2 separate regions of the Rattus norvegicus genome follow, and region 2 is linked to region 1. A link is a contact called in public Hi-C data. All regions are on one chromosome and are shown on one strand. Each heading gives the region's core, a stretch centred on a gene start, on an enhancer-like site or on the middle of the called end of the contact. The rest is flanking DNA. Distances are from core to core; before and after follow the strand shown. Region 1 has its middle 6.4 kb from the start of Nr2f1. Region 2 has its middle 690 kb from the start of Nr2f1.

Region 1 (5,210 bases), core at 112-2,611:
AAGGAAGGAAGGAAGAGGGAGAGCGCGCGCGCGCGCGCGCTGTTTATATAGAAATTCTAAAATTTACTCCCCAAACAATCAGAGACAGGGAGTAGTGAGCAGCGGAAGGCAGCAAAGAAAGGGAAGCTGGGGGAGGGAAGAGGAAGCCAAAAGCAAGGGTCCGGGAACGGAGGCCTGCTGGGTGCGGGGTCTGCTCGCCTAGTCTCTCTCGGACTCTGGATTGTACACGGTGGGCATCAGAAGCGAGACTCGGCCAAGCCCTGCCGTACCAGGCAAGTAACGCAAAGATAATCGTTTCTTTGGAACTTGGGGTCTGTAGCCTTCGATAACGTGGCCAGGCAGAAGGACAATTCTTACTCGGCCTCGGCAGCCTAGAAATTCAGTCAAGGCCGCCCAGGTGGAACCCGGAAAACTTTGGTTCAGGCCTAGTCCGGACCGACCATCGCCCATCCTTGCTGCAGCACCTCCTTGGAGGTGAGGATCCCTGCCAGTCCATCAGTCCAAACCCAAAACAGGCCCTGTCACTAACTTCCCCCACCGGGAGCGGGAAAACTACGTGGGCAGGGGACCCGAGATTGTATCAAGTTTAGCATCGGCGCGGCCAGTCCGCAGCTGGCGGAGCGGGAGATGCGGTGGAGCCCGCTGGACTGAGCACCTGTGCCTAGGCGCGGCGCGCGGCAGACAGGACCTCGTGAGCTGCGCTCAGTCGCCCGGCCCGAGGTCGCCGCGCGTAAAGGCAGGCAATCGATGGCTGCCCGTTTGATGTGGGCGATAGTGTCAGCGGATTAAAAGGGACATCAGCGGTTCTTCCAAGCATAGAACCCTCGGTGGCCGCGGAGAGCTGCGAGGTAGTAGAGCCAGATTCCACTCGCTAGGCTAGGCGGTCTGGGGGCGGGGAGGGGGTCCCCTCCCAGGAGTGGGAACCGAGGTTGTCTGTGTGAAAGGAAGAGCTTCAATTAGAACCAACAGGAGCGCTAACGCCCCCCCTCATCCCCCCAACCTCCCTTGCGCCGGGCAGGGGCGCACGTTTGCGTCAGAGGGCGCGAAGGGCGGGCTCGCTAGGAGTGGGTGGGGGTGGGGAACGGACATCGGGGACCGCGCCGGGGGCTGGGTGGGCTCTTGAATGAGACAGCCCTGCCTAGAAGGGCTAGTCGGGGGTCAAGTCCTGCAACAAAGCTGCAGGGCCAGCCGAGACTCAGCGGGAGAGATGGCGCCCACCCATCTTCACTGTGTCCTCTCCTAGCGTTCCTACCCCGCCCCAAGCTTCAAAACTTGCAAAAAGGCCTCTGGGACTTAGATTGACCCCCCAGAGCGGAGGAAGTCGGCCTCTCCAGGCCTTGGGCGAAGCTGCAGGCTTCTCTGGAAAAAATTGCAATTCTCCGTCTTAGCTCTAGGAGCAGGGATGGGACGTTGTTGGTGCTGCCCGCAGCAGGGGAAGCCTCTGGCTTTCTGAAAGGCAACTGGTTGTGCTCTTTTGAGGCAAGTGCCCCAGTCTCTTGTGATGGGGGTAGCATGAAGGAGAGACTTTTTGAAGAGAGCCTTACCCACCTATGGGACTCGGTCTATTTAGGACTTATTTCCTGGGATTCTGTGCTCCTTAGAGCAATTGCACACTCACATGCGTTCACAGTACTGTCACTACCAAAATGGCTTCCCTAGGAGTCCAGAGGTCAGCTCAAGTCTCGGGAAGCCTTTGTTTCTTAAAGTCGTGGTTTGACACCAGCTGAACTTGTCCTAATATCTGTTGTTGGATAGGTCACCAAAGAGAAAACGCTAGGATTTTTTCAAGGGCACCAGAGCTCTCAAACTGTGAAATTACACACACACTCAGCTGCTGAAATAGAAAAAGCAGTTGCAATTCGCACCCTTTCCTCTTATGTTCTCCTTTCCGGATTTCTTCCTTCTCCCTATCCACTCTGTTGGCTCCACACCAACCAGAGGCCTGGGAAAGTTAAATTGAGTTTGGAAGTGGTTACTGGACCAGACTTAGTCTTGCCAGTGCAGGTGGAGAGAAGGCAGATGGGGTTCTGCTTTCCCCAGGGTTAGGTAGAGCCTTGGGGGAAGACCTGGGAAAGGCCTGAGACCCATAGCCTTCTTTTTGTAATTTTCTCCTACTTTCCAAGTTCCCACAGACCCGTTCAACACACGGGGGTCCAGTGCAAGTAAGAAAGCGCCCTGTGCTTGGGCAAAGGAATTAAGCTGTGGATTTACTATTTGCCTTATGAGCTTCTAGCATCATGGTTGGCTGTAAATCACCTTTCTAAAAAGCTTGCCACACAACACTTGATCCTTCAGTCAGGCATCTGGTAAATAGCTGGCGGGAGAAGGGAGAATCTGAGGGGAGGGTAGGCTGTGGCCGCCCATATGGTAGGAACTGGTGCTCCAAGTCTCAGAGTCTGAATCTAAATGATCTTTTTACCCTATTTCCATAGCTCTTTAATTTTAACTGGGTAGGAAAAAGGCTCGCCTTTTCTTCACTAATCCTTTGGTCTCTTTCACATTTCCAATTTGCTTTACAGAAAGACACCAGATCATGCATTTTAGGTTATTGTGAAGTCACACTGGAAAAAAATAGCTTTGTAAAGACATTTCATAAATCTAACTCAAGAGCCAATGAGATCTACTAATGGCCACATATGTATAGAAAATTCTCTGGTACACCACTTCCATACCCTTAAGTCATTCAAACAGTATTATTCTGTTTAGAGAAACCACAGGACAGAAATAACTCCCTTCTTAAGCTCATGTGAAGTGAGGAACAAGCTTGCAAACTCTGTGAGAAAGGTCAGTTCCTCTGATCTTGATACAGACTTTTCCCAGAGAACTTGTCTTAAAGGTATCAAAACAATTAGTCTCCCTTGGCATGAGATTAAAGCCAGGGAGAATACAGTTAAAGAAGATGTGTTTAACATGATAGTGAACAGATCTTGGAGAGAAACAGTGAAGAGGTTCAGGATTGCCAACCTAAAGTTTTAACATTTAAAAAAAAAAGACCCTCAGGCTAGATCTTAAATCTCTCCCCCATCCCCAAGATTGAACTTAGCATGATAACTGCCCAGCTATGAAAAGTATGACTATCAAGCCAGGGTGGAAAGGCCAGCCTAGGATTTTGGCTTCTGTTGGCCTGAGTAGGGAGCCCTAGCTGCCCATAGGGTTCAATGAGCAGACTTTCATACCCACTGTTATTTTGATAGTCTGGGCTTTTCTTCTTTTCACTTCTGTATAAAACAAGCTCAGAGATAAGAACTTCACCTTAGTGTTTTAGTTGTCTATTTCAAACCAAGACATTTATAAAATGTATTTTGGAAAAAACAAAAGAGTCACCTCTGTTGTTCCTGGGCTTCAAGTTAGAGGGTCCAGAATTAGCAACCTGGGGTGGGGGGTAGGGGGTGTGTAGCAGAAAGAACAAGGCGAGAGCTGACCTTTAGATGCAAACTGAGAGGAAAAGTGACAGTACATCTATGAAGCCAGAGGCAAATATTTACCTTTTATAAAAACCAAGTCTTGACTATGTAAGATCATTTGTAAAAAAAAAAAAAAAAAAAAAAAAAAAAGAACGAAGGGTGGCCTTTTATGTACACATTCTTTTATTTTTAAATGCCTGACTTGACTGAAGAGTAACCACATAGCTATTCTTTCCAGAGAAAATGGGCTGATTTAGATGGAAAGTTAGAGTTTTGAAATGAGTTTGAAGGTTGTTAGACTATCCTGACAATACAATCAACTGCACTATATAATCATTTCCCTTAATACTTACCTGTCAGAGCCCCTATTTCTTTTACTACAGGATTAGCCCATCAGAAGCAATGCTGAGTTGGGCCATTTTACTGTCTAAAGACTGCTTGACTATGTTTAAATCTCTAATACCATTTTCTTCACTGACTATGATACAAAGTAGTGACTGGGAGAAGCCTAGCAAATCTAGTAACTCCAGTCATATTGCAATTGTATTTACCTACCAGAAAATGGGTCAAAATAGTAAAGCTAATATTTCCTTCTAAACTGTCAGTAGAAAGACATGTTTATTACAGTGTCCTCCATCTTTGAGGGGGGAGGGTTCAGGTAGAGTTTAAATGAAAAATGATGACGACAGTCTGCCTCTGATACAAACCATACAGAAAAGTAAGAAATTATGCCCTGTGTTAGGATACGAATATTTTGTTTACCTGGTTCAGAGGTAGAAAATTCATGTAGCCCATCCACAGGAGGAGTTAATAAAGTATTCCAAATGCATGACCTAACAAAACTCACCATAGTTCTATGTTTTATTGTTAACCCTTTGCATGAAGTCTTCTGCAGCTGAAAGGCGAAAGCAAAGGGCTTTTGTGTTAGTTGATCCTAGGCTATTCTGAGGCTCAGGTTGGTGTGAAAGGGATGAGGAGGTCACTTGAAATCTCCTTTTATCTACTCTTATTTTCTCTCTGGATCAGCAACTTTGAATAGACATCATCTAATCGCTCTTAATGGAAAGAAACTATGGGAGCAACAAAAATGCCTTTGCTCCAGGAGCGAACATGCATGTGGACAGCTAGCTGAGCTTGCACAGGATTGCATCCCTGTACACACGAGCTTAGGGTATTTGGAGACCAAATACACATTATGTGTGTATGTGTCTCATACATCGAAGGAATGCTGTTGCTCTTTGTGTATAAGTATGTACACATATGCATATTTTAATTTGAGACCACATCGGGTGATACTTTTAGCTGGTTCTCCCTTAAGCTTTTTCTAGTTCTCAATTTCTGGCTACATTTAAGTATTATAAAAACACAAGTCCGTGAGAACTCCATTGTCAGCCTTTTAAAAAAGCCATCTTATTTCCTCTCTGTTTTCAAGCATAAGTCATCTGATAGAAGGATTTTTCCTCAGAGTGTGGATGCTCTGACAGCTGGGATGCAGTGGTAGCAAGCTTTGCTTTCAATTTCTGTTGCTTCAAATTCGATTGGACAAAACACAATTAATAAGTGGAAAGCAGGAGCCCAACTTAAAGTTGCTTAAAACTTTTTCTCCTTTACATTCTTTACATTTATATCTCTGAATCCTTGAAGCTGATAATTGTTTACAAATTATTTTGAAATTAGAAATATTTTAGTAAGGCTCAGAGGCTGACTCAGAAAGGACTCAGTGTGTCCTCCTTTTGGCTTACTACATTTGTTTTAAAAAGAAATATGAACGTTATCCAGAAAAGGACATTTGATTTCTAGGGCTGA
Region 2 (5,197 bases), core at 1,316-3,815, 680 kb after region 1:
AGCTAGGGCACTGTCTATTGTTCATTGACAACTTGTCAATTTACTTCCAGGCAAAATAACTCATAAACATGATAAGTAAGGCAGATAAAACAAGAATTCTTTCACACTTTGCAACTTTACTGCAAAAATGGCTTATTTTCCATAAATGTGTGAAATCTCCCCTCTGAATTGTGACTGTGCACTGAACTTTAAAACTGTTTAGAAACAGCACAAGCATTTCACAATTCCAGGCTGTAATAAGATGAATGTTAAATATTAAACATGCATTAAAAGTGATAAAATAAAAGATTCTCAAAGGTTCACTAGCACCACTATATTTCTTGTTGATTCCCTGAGTTAATAAAATTTAAGTTTAGCAATATTCCCCAAAGACAAATGTTTAAACACTGCCTTCTAAATTTGACATTGTCTATATTTATAGTAGCTATTATCTAAACCCTTATTTCACTTTAAAAAATAGATATAGTGAAATGGAATAGAACTAAATTTAAAAGCCAGTGTGTGGTGTGTTAGCATATGCTTATGCTGTAGTGAAGTGGCTTTTATTTCTGATATTTATACACATTCCATTTCTAATGTACTGTTTAAATATTGAAAGCTAATTATGAATTCTTTTAGGTAAAATATTTTAAGTAGATAATAATTTAAAAATATATTAGTCTCTAAGGCAAAACAGTCTGTTTATGTGCAGTTATTTATAAAGTCATACTTTTTAATGAATCCATGTTCCCTAAACTCAATTCCCTGGTAGTGAATTTGATTTTAAGCATTCTGCTTACTGTATTAGAATCACAAAGTTACACACAGTGCCCTACTGATTTTCCCCAGGTGATTCTCAATCATACCAAACACTTTTGGGGATGAGTAAAAGAGATGAGAACAGATGGGATGTGATCCAACCATCTAAGACTAGATTCTGTAAACCCATCATGGCCTCCTTGGATTCCTTTGCTCAAGTGACCAGAGGAAGTTTCCACCATTTCCAACTTTATGGTTTTAGAGTCGTTGGAACTCATCCCATATTTCTCCATATTTTATTCAGTTACTGTAGAATATTTATAAACAGGAACAATATGCGTCTGTTACATAACAAATGGCCTTTGGGAAATAAGTGAAAGAACACAAGAAAAGAGAGTTAAAAGACATTAAAGAAAAAATGGGGGGGGGGGCGAATCTGTGACAAACAAGAATGCTTCAAAATAGGCCATCTTTTTCTGTAGTATAAAGAGCTTGTAACTGAGAAGAGACCTGGCCTGAATCATGTCACAGACACTAGCTATCTCTGACTCTTGGGAGTTTGTCTTTATCTTTGACCTCAAGTTTGATCAACTTGTGCCTTGGGAGAGAAGATGGTCTGTAATTAATGGGTGCCAGACCTGTTTCAGAATTTGCCTTTTGAATACAAGGTTGCTATAAGATGTTAAAGAAGGACAGAAATGCATATACTCATCACCAGATCTCTAATTATATTTGTTGTGTGTATAGTATAATGGGGTACCATAAGAATTTTTTCTAACTCGAGCTATGCATATTTTCAGATGACACATATATTTGGTTTAAAACAGGAGTGGACACAAAACCTTCGCTGCCTGGTGTTTTGTAGGATGTCAGTTGTATTCCTGTGTAATAAATTTACGTTATTTTAAATGCATCTCTCTCTGACTTTCTGCTCCCTTATCATACAAGCTGAAACTTTTTATTTTTTAACTAACAATTTTTACATCAGATGTAATATTTTAATTTCTAAACATTGTTACTCTGGCTTCTTCATAAGCATTTGACCAATTCTTGGCCATACAGAGGCTTTCTCTCTGCCTGTCACACTTGGGAGCTAGCCATTGCTTGTTATCTTCCATTTGTGGTTTTATCTTTTTTAAATTCTTGTCTGTGTGAGTGATAGGGCGCTCTCCTCTGTTAACTCAAACCCATTTATTATGTGTGTTTTATTTTCTAGTCTGCCAAGATCATTTTGAATTTTATTCTTAAAACACACACACACACACACACACACACACACACACACACACACACACACTCATATTCTGGACGCTCTACTTAATTTGGCACTCTTAGAGAATTAGTAAGCCATCATCCATATTAGTATCAAAATTCTAAAATACTGTTACTCTACAAACCTTGCAAACAGAAAATGTGCTAACCTAGAAGTAAAATTTTTTGGACTAGAGTGTGTGCCTGCAACGGTTCCACAAGCAGTTTGTAAAATTTGTAAGAGAAGCAGTGAGGTTAAAAAAAATAATGGGAGGCAAATAATAAGAGCTTTGTAAGACTCAGGAGCCCAAGAGAACAAAGAAGAAATGGGGAGGAAGAAAATAAAGATAGAAGCTAGTTGGATTTTTGGTGCTTTCAAGATTCAGAACCTGATGCTGAATATGCAAGTGTGGAATGTATTTGTTTAATTTGAAGCATGTAGTTTCATTCAAAAACCCATGAAAGAGGCTGCTGAGTGCTGGACGTCAATTAATATTCTTCCAAACGACTGGCAGGAAGCCACAGTGGACGTCTAGTCAGAGACAGTGTGTCACACTACTGTTGACTGTAAAATTAATTACCATTTCTAAACAAGAACTCTGTGGTACATATTCTTCTGGCATACTATACGGCCCTCCTGGCATTAAAGGTTACAAATAGTTATTTTTTAAAGTGCTCTTTAGAGAACTCACAAGTGAAAATATTAACAATCCCAATAATAACAACAAAAAGCACACTGCATGATGGGACAAGTCAACGTTGTGAAAACAGGACTGAATATTAAGAAGTGTCACCTACCTAAAGTAAGTGTTAGACATTCACATGATGGCATCAGCTGCTGATCCAGTGCATCTGGAGCTGTCCTGTCACCAAGGCATTGCTAACCAAGTCAGAGGCACAGACAAAGCTGCTTCATCATTAATGTCAGTAAAAGGATCCGGAGGAAAAATAGAGTCTCTGGAGACCTTGTCTGGACTTCTTGGAGCCCGAACAACAGTTTTTTCCAACAACAGTCTTTTCCAACCTTGGAGCAGCTGCAACAAAGGGAAAAAGGAGAGCATTGACTCAAGTTGTCACTAAGTTCAAAGAGGTGAGAATAGTCATGTGTGATGAACCTTTATAGGCAGAGTTATTAATGGGGAGTTCTTTTTTATGGCTTTTAAAAAATATCACATTTATGAACAGTGTTAAATTATCCTGGGTTATTGTTTGGCACATGTTGACCAGTGAGATTTAAGCTGATAAAATTAAAATCTATCTTTGTTAAGAGGTTAAGGGAATACAGAATTTCTGACCCTGCATTGTAGCACAAAGATTTAAAATAGCACTATCAATCTAGAGAAATGCAGCTCTGGCTTTTACTTGAGTGCAGACTGGTTCAAGGATTATATTCAGTGAGAAGTTATTAATGTTTCACAGAAAACCTAAAGGACAAATCAGATGCTGTCCTACAGGGGTCTGTCTAGGGTGGTGATATTTAACATTTTATCAGTCAGTGACTTGGATGATAAAATATAGAACATGCTCATAAAGTTTCATGGAGGATCTCTAAGTTGAGAAAGATAACAAGAATACTGGAAGATCTACTTTTAATTCAAGATGACCTTGAAAAGTCATAGAGTGATTAACAACCAGGATTATGACCACTGTTTAGCCTAACAAGTGAGGTTTAAATAACTAGCATAATGGTAGGCAAAGATGAAATGCACTATATATGAATGACTTGAAATGAAAGTGCATTTACTCTGGGAAGAAATGCACATGATGCTAGAATTTTATATGATATAGAGGATGATGAAGCATCTAGTGCACTAGTACTTAATTTAAAAGACACATAAGAAATTGGAAACAATTCATTAAAGACAAAAATCAAGAGTTATAAAAAGAAAGTGGGATTCCTGTGGTTCATGACAAATTGACATCAAATGTCATCCAATATACAATTAATCGCTAGTATCTCCTGTTTAAGGAAAGATAGATAATTTTCTTTAGTTTCTGGCTCCACAGTTGCTAGTTTTTGATGTTTCCTTATTTTCTCTTATTTAGAAGTTATGAATACAGTTCATGACATTTACATCTCACTCATTTTAATTTTGTTATAGAGTTCATCTATAGCCATTTAAAGATCCTATACAGACTGGATAGTGTCAGCATAAATGAATGAAAAAAGTTACATTGCAGGCATGACATATTTGTTCATGAGACATTTTCTAGGCAAAATTCAATTTGGATAGTTTCTTTATATCAGAAGACTTGATTTCATATACTATTATTTTTAATTTATTAGCTTACATTCTTCTAACAGGTAACAGGTTTCTTAGAATTATCATTCAAGTATACCAGCTACTTGAACTGTATTGATCCCTTGGCCTCTTTTCCTGTTTCTCTCCCTGCCCGCTAGTCTTTTTCATCCCTTCATACTTCCAACGCTATACCTTAGGTTTATATCAGCTTTAGAAGAGTGAGTAAAAATGAAAGAGCAAGGATCTGAATGCAGATAACAGGCAATTGGACATGTTACGAAGAGCATGCCTTAAGAAGAGTAAACCGCTTAGGGTTCAGGTAATAACTAAGCTAAGAGAGAAGAAGCAAAAACTTATAGATACTAAGGATTGAATTCAAACAGTCACAGAAAGACTTTTGATTTTCATTATTGCTTTTTAATTACTTATGTAAAGGATAATCTACATTCATGTGCCTTGCTACTAGCAGTTGACTTCATGTTAAAACCACCTCACCAGCATTTGGAAGTCCTGCTGCCTATGTTCCAACATCAAAAGATCCTGTGGTTCTGACTTAGGCGGTCTGGAGTATGTGCCTAGGAATAAGGATTGAAAAGCAGAGCTTGTCCCACAGTTAAGTGTCTTATTTGGCAGAGCCAGTGATGACATGTAGTTAGAATTCACACTTGTGTCTTCTCATAGTGGCCCTGTCTATAGCTCTATGGTTCTAGCTGTCTTTTGCTTAACTTTTGTCACTCTTTACTTTCTAGACTTTCAGCCGACTGCCAATTGACTGCTATTGTACATTGGTACCTCTGATTGATACTGCAGCTATCCTTCCCTACTTTTGCTAAGCCCTCACACATTTGCACTGCCCTTCAAGGCTTCGGTTCTAGTTTGGTTTTTTGTTTGTTTTGTTTGTGTGAAATCAGAGGATAGCATTATAAGACAGGTCAACATAGAGCAAGTTGGAATATGAAACTGAC

Evidence for each region. Hi-C and Micro-C count contacts between places; a contact is called where the count stands out from the background.
Region 2: a Hi-C map of Schwann cells shows a contact between it and region 1, with 5 times the contacts expected there. The contact joins two enhancer-like sites. A contact is called at or near these places in 1 of 12 Hi-C or Micro-C datasets (Schwann cells) and 1 of 1 datasets of contacts at active chromatin or transcription factors (oligodendrocytes).

The regions. Positions count from the first base shown.
Region 1 is chr2:9,789,685-9,794,894 of GRCr8, forward strand. No RefSeq gene overlaps it. Among named protein-coding and RNA genes, the nearest start is that of Nr2f1, 6.4 kb to the left of the region's middle. Within about 2 kb of position 1,362, at least 50 of the 93 cell types and tissues checked have an H3K27ac peak or open chromatin away from gene starts, as enhancers often do. A contact at or near this core is called in Schwann cells, where this site is marked.
Region 2 is chr2:10,469,041-10,474,237 of GRCr8, forward strand. No RefSeq gene overlaps it. Among named protein-coding and RNA genes, the nearest start is that of Nr2f1, 690 kb to the left of the region's middle. Within about 2 kb of position 2,566, at least 2 of the 93 cell types and tissues checked have an H3K27ac peak or open chromatin away from gene starts, as enhancers often do. A contact at or near this core is called in Schwann cells, where this site is marked.